Regions from separate parts of the Mus musculus genome. Here region 1 is linked to region 2. Evidence: chromatin contacts called from public promoter capture Hi-C data. All regions are on one chromosome and are shown on one strand. Each heading gives the region's core, a stretch centred on a gene start, on an enhancer-like site or on the middle of the called end of the contact. The rest is flanking DNA. Distances are from core to core; before and after follow the strand shown.

The links. Promoter capture Hi-C pulls out the DNA fragments that hold promoters and counts their contacts.
Region 1: a promoter capture Hi-C map of cranial neural crest shows a contact between it and region 2. The contact joins two enhancer-like sites. A contact is called at or near these places in 2 of 39 promoter capture datasets (the C10 cell line and cranial neural crest), 1 of 15 datasets of contacts at CTCF or cohesin (large pre-B cells), 1 of 484 Hi-C or Micro-C datasets (uterus) and 2 of 115 datasets of contacts at active chromatin or transcription factors (large pre-B cells and stem cell-derived neural progenitor cells).

What each region holds. Positions count from the first base shown.
Region 1 is chr1:137,926,408-137,929,387 of GRCm38.p6, forward strand. It overlaps Gm4258 (a long non-coding RNA gene), which reads left to right. Exons shown (of 3, transcript XR_003948014.1): 2 at 1-2,980. Among named protein-coding and RNA genes, the nearest start is that of Gm4258, 29 kb to the left of the region's middle. Within about 2 kb of position 1,659, at least 141 of the 459 cell types and tissues checked have an H3K27ac peak or open chromatin away from gene starts, as enhancers often do.
Region 2 is chr1:137,564,323-137,567,392 of GRCm38.p6, forward strand. No RefSeq gene overlaps it. Among named protein-coding and RNA genes, the nearest start is that of Gm34306, 200 kb to the right of the region's middle. Within about 2 kb of position 1,314, at least 11 of the 459 cell types and tissues checked have an H3K27ac peak or open chromatin away from gene starts, as enhancers often do.

The DNA of each region.
Region 1 (2,980 bases), core at 409-2,908, 360 kb after region 2:
AGAAAGAAAACAAAACCCCAAAACCCAGGGACACAATATATCACTTCAGTTTGCTGCTTTCAAGGTCAGCGCTGGGATCAGACAGTCCCCATTTTTTGATACAATTAGAAGATAAAGACCTGTCAGTTCTCAGAGAGCTTAGCCCAGAGCTCTGTGCAGAAGTGGGTCAATCGCCCTGCCCTGTTATCTGTCTAATTAATGATGCATTTAGTTTGAGACTCACAAATCTACTCATCGACTTCTCCAAACACCTTAAATGTACACAAATTCCCTTACTAGGTCTTACCATCTCCCATAGGATACAGTAGAAATGGGCCTAAACATATTAAAATAATATTTTTATAATACATTGTCTTCCTTCATAATTACTTGCCATTTTTCTACTAACTATGTCAGTTGTCTGAGATCCCTTGCAGACCTTAGACTATGGAAGAAATGGCTGCACTCTCCCTAGCACATGTCCTAGACAGTCAGGAATGGAAAATGAGTACTCATTTACTCCCAAGGATTATGGCAACACACATCTCCTAAGTCTTTCTGGCCTGAACCACTTGGATACCACAACATAATCCTTGGGAGTAAATGAACGAGGTGCGTTTGGGTCTTTCCTTGCTTTCGTTTATGTTACCGTTTGGATTCACTTGTACACAAGAATCTGTTTACCAGTTTCCTGTTATTAATTATGGGAAATGGACTTCCTTAAAATGTTAGGGACACTCTTATACCTCACGTTCAAACACTTCCGGCAAGATACTGACAATCCCCTTAAGTTCCACAAAGCCATATGCTCATTTGAAATACATTGTTTCTTCTCCTACCCCTCAACTTATCTCTCCCTGAAATGAAAAGACAGAGAGTAGCATGCCTCTACCCAGTTATGAGGACACCGAGGTGTGAATCCCGAATTCTAGTCACAAAACTGAGTTGCAAAATTCAAATAAAATAGTAAAGTGCTAAGGACCACAATGTATTCTAATGTAAATCTACAAACGGGGAAAATATTGATTTGCTGCTTGATGTATTATTACTAAGCTTTTCTTCTGCTCAATCCAAGTTAGTATATACTCTGTCTTGTCTCTGTTTCTCTCAGTCTCCCTGTGTCTCTGTCTTTGTCTCTCTCTTCTCCCTCCCCTCCCTCTCTTCCCTCTCCATTTTCTCTAAAGTATAAGCAAATGTATTTGCATACATTAAAATCATAAAGAACCCAAAACATCTGGAAATTTTAGAAGCAAAGCAAAATAGTCAGGGGAGAAACCCAGTTTTAAAATGCAGATGTTTAATTGTGCTGTCAGTTTTGTTACAAGGGCACAAGAGCAGAAATAACCAGAAGTCAATGGCAGAAAATTAAAATACTTTCAGGAGCGCTTGCCAAGGTAAAAGCAGTGAAATTGGTAACACAATATGGACACGGCCTTTCTAGACTGAGATCTGGAAATGTTACCATGTGCAATTTCATAAATTAGCTATTTCAAATGAAAATCCTTTTCATTAAAGGACACAATAAAAGTTTTTCATACTCTCTCTTCCCTTTGGTCATCAACATCAGGCAGTTATTTGGGGTTTGTCTTTCATCAATGACAAGCTCTTTCCCCCACCCTTCGGGCCCCGTTTCTAAGACTCTGATAGTGCTGAGTGGCCAGAAATTACAGATGCAGGACAGCTGACAAATGACTGCCAGGCCCCTCCCCCAGGGCCTTGGCAGTCACAGCTCCTGCCGGAACACGCCTGAGCACAGCGAGCCTTCCAGACAAAGACACAAAGATTCCATTTTCTCAAGGAAAAATAGATTTCATGTGTAAAACACTGGTGAGAAAAACTCAAAGCTGACACACATGTGCGGTCTCCACGAGGCGAGGCTGAATCGCTCCGAAGACTCAAATTTCACTTGATTGCATCAAAGCCTAACAAATATTATTTAACCGAAGAGTATTTCAGGCAGGCTGTAAAAGGGGGAAAAAAAAAAAAGAAAAAAGACAGGCAACGGTAAGATATTTTATTTGTTGAAGCGCGTGATTAAGAAGGCAAAAGAATCCCGAGCTTAGTAGAGATGTTGATCCTAGAGTAAGAATTCATACTTGCTCACATCTTGGAGTCTACAAAGTAAGAAGAATTCTTTTTTTAAAAAATTAAAACCTTATTCAATCAAAGGGTTTAGCAAGATAGTATTAAATTCCTACGAGTATGTTTCTAGTGAAAAGAACCTCCTCACAGCAGCCCCCAGGATATCATTACTGGAGAGGCAGCGAGTACTTTATTACACATGAAACCTTGGCGACTGTCTCAGCCTTCCCAAGCATGCAGGTTTCATCTCGTGGGCCCAGAGCCCTGGCTTCCACAGCGAAGGCCATCTGCTTGGCCTCCCCGTCATGCCAGGCAATGTGTAGGTGCAAAGGCCAGGGCTGGGAGACAAAGAAAGGCTGTCTACTGAGAAAGAGTGTGCTTTTCTTCCTGTCTGCCTGGACACCCATCCCCACTACTCAGATGAGTTCAGTGTTTGCAGAAAACTTAGTTTAATATACTTGAGAAAGTGAGCCCTTAACAGGTTAAAATATAATTAATCGTAGCTGTCAGGGGTAATAGACCAAGAAATTGCACTGGGAATCTTTTTTTTTAAATTATATAACAAATTTAAAAACAAATAAACACAGTTTGTACTTTCCTGTACCTTTTACAAGATCCTGCAATTCTTAAATTTCTTTAGCTTCTGGAAATGTCAGGGTAAGAAAGAAAGAGGGAAAGAGGGAGGGGAGGGGGAGGGGAGGGAGGCTGAGAGGCATTACAAAACACTTGAGAATTCAAAAAGAAGTATCATGAAGGATAATGAGGCTATTAGGTAATCGCATAACTATTTTATCTAAACTCTATTCACACACACACACATTTTAGGGCTAGCTATTATGATCAACAGGGAAGGACATTAGCATCTTAAAGATATTGCTAATATTAGTCATCAAAATTCATACTTCATATTTGGTGTTAA
Region 2 (3,070 bases), core at 64-2,563:
GAGAGAAACCCCATCATAAAGGCATTAGAGAGCAAACAAAGGCTCGGGTTGGTGCATTCACTAAATAATTTAGTTGAGGAATGGCAGAGAGAGGAAATACATGGATTAAAATAACCGTAGGTACACAGACAAAAACATAAACCAAAACAAAGTGGGTCATCTCTTAAAAGGGGACAAAACAGATGGGCTTTCAATATTAAAAATCTACTATGTAGATACCCTCACAGGTCAGGATAATGGCTTAAATTCTACAGAAATGGGAGCCTCTCGCTCCTGACGTGTGGGAGGAAGGGTCTGTGGTTTTGATTAATCTATCTGCCTCTAGGCAGCCACTATTGATCCTGGCTTGACTGGGCTCATGATGTTTTTATGACAGTCAGGGATTTATTTCTGATGAAAAAGTTCCCAAAACATTTATGCCTTACCAGATACTTGGCAGAGAATGGTCGTGTTCTTACAGGCAGTGTGTATAGTCAGAGCCCAGCACTGCTGATCAGAGAACATGTGATTACTGTTAAAACTCAAGAAATAAAGGCACTGCCCATGGGTACTGCTTTCTTTAAAGTCATCTTGGTGTTTTAAAAAAATGTTGGGTTAACAACCATCTGCGATACACTAAAGCTTGTTTTCTTTAGCCTTTCATCTGAGATTCAGAATAAGTCACACAATCAGATGCCTGCCTCACCCAGATTCCCGGTCTCTAATTCATTAAGAACCAATTCTTTCAAAACACTGCAGGTTAATCCAAACTATCATTGAAGTTTACTGCATTCATTAGTCATTCAATATCAATTTCTTCCTTGATTTGGGGCTGTTATATAAAGCTGTCAATGGGTCTACTGCAGTGGTTCCTGATGAACAACTGCACTTGAGCGTTAGCCATTAGTTCAAATACAAAGTGAGCACAATGTCCATGAAAGATCTGCTCCGTACGTTGCACAGAGATCTCTGGATGTAAGGAGAGCCAGGTCATTTTTCTTTCACAAGCACTCAGTCTATGGGCTTGATGTGGGGTTAACAGTCTAGAGCAAACATTTGTGTGTGTGTGTTCTACTCTAGAAACACTACACGAACAAATTAGAACTGTGGATTTTGGGTCCCATACGTTTTCCTCTGAAGATTGCCAATTAATCAATGACAAAGGTGTGAGCTTGGGAGGAGAGGTTTTATGAGTTCCCTGAAGCCTGGAATTACAGAATGCTTAGGGCCTTCAGATCTACGATCCCTAATTGTTTGCAGCTGAGTGAGACACTGCAGTCTCTAGGTATGCTTGGCTCCCATGCCCATAAATGCAGCCCCAAGGAGAAGGGCCTCTGAGAGCCCCACACCCTCAACAGTCACTTTCCTGTGCCACCTCAGGACCAACACTCGAAGGTGAAGGAGGGCTCTCAGTGCTTTCAATGGTCTTATTTCAAGAGGTCCTTGGAGTGCTTCAGACCTAGAATCTCCAGGCCTTTTACGTAAGCATCAACCGACTGACTTCTGTCCCACCATAACTGCACATTGGCTGCAAAGCAAAATGTATCTGATTCACTTTATGGAGGGCTCCTGGAAAAATTCCCAAAGCCTAGTCCATAATTACACAAAACTAAAACAAAGACCCAGCCAAGAAGGACTTTACCACTAGGGTTAAGCCATAACCCCCACTCTCCTCCGAGATTTGCATACAATGATCTCATCCAAGTTCTCTGAACTCATTAGTAATTGGCCAAGCTCATGGCTCTGAGCTGATGTGGGCAATCAACAGAATGTTTGAATGCCTATCAAAATCCACACATCTGTGGTTATAAATTTAGCACCCATTAGGTCTCTTGTGTTCTTTCCCATGGGATTTCAGACTGACAAAATAGAATTTTATCGTATGTTAAAGCTTCTAGTGCTGACAGAAATGAGAAAAACCCTGGCATGAGAAAAAAAGTGAAATACTTTCACACTTACATAATGTATTTCTTTTTAGAATCGGCTTGAATAGTTGGCATCAGGAATGTTTTGTTGTTGTTTCAGTTTGCCTATCTTCAACCATCACTTGTTTATTAAGGACAATTATTATTCCTTTGGATAATCTTAGATCAAAGATATCCAAATACCAAATCCTGTTTTTATATCAAAATCTGTTCCACATCAGGCATACAGGACTCACTTGAAGGCCTGGCTCAGCACCACAAGGTAAAAATTCTCACTCAGCTGATATATGCACTGATCAACACCAAATCCAAAATTAAGTTCCCCTCCTTTGAAACCAGACCTTATAAAACTGTGTCAGTTGATACAAAGAATACATCCTTTAGAATTTTTAAAGTGGTAGGGGACTTACTTTCCAAAAGTGTCTTCACAGAAATCAGTGGATTTCACTCTGAAACTGCCTGCTCACTTAAAAAAAAATATCAAAAAACAAATGTTGAGATTGTACAAACTGATGACATGACTGATGCAAGGTATGTTTGAAGGGAAAGGCTTTTATAGTGGATGTGAGGCAAGGAACTGCCAGAGGTATCTGGAAAAATTCAGAGCAGGGATAGAAAATGGTAGACTGGCCATGGCCAGCAGACTTGATTTGGTCATGAGAGGAGAGAAAAGGAGAGAACAAGAAATGAGAACAAAGAATATGCAAGTCAAGGTGACCAAACGAGGACAAGAGAGAGGACTAAAGGAAAAATACCAAAAGAGAGGGAGCATTGCCTAGGGTTCTAAGGAGAAATGAGTAGCTAGGTGCGGAGCCCAGGGGCTGGAGAAGTTTAAAGTAAAAGCAAGTTGAGAAGAGCCAGATGCCAGCATGGACTCCAAGATGCACAAAGGAACTGAGACACTGAGGGAGTCTGGAGGCCAGCACGTGCTTTGGTACATTAACTGACACCACGGACAGCTATTTGTCTCTTCTGCCAGTGATAGGGTAAACTGGCTCCTTTGGAAGGGTGGCAGGAAGACTGGCTTCACAAGTTCCTGGTCAGTGCTGACTCTACTCTAACTGCCTGAGTTTAGGGGGCTGGGGATGATGGAGTTACCTTTGGATCTGACAGAGATGACAGATACTAAATATGATTTTAATATTTTTTATTTAAAATTTTGGCCA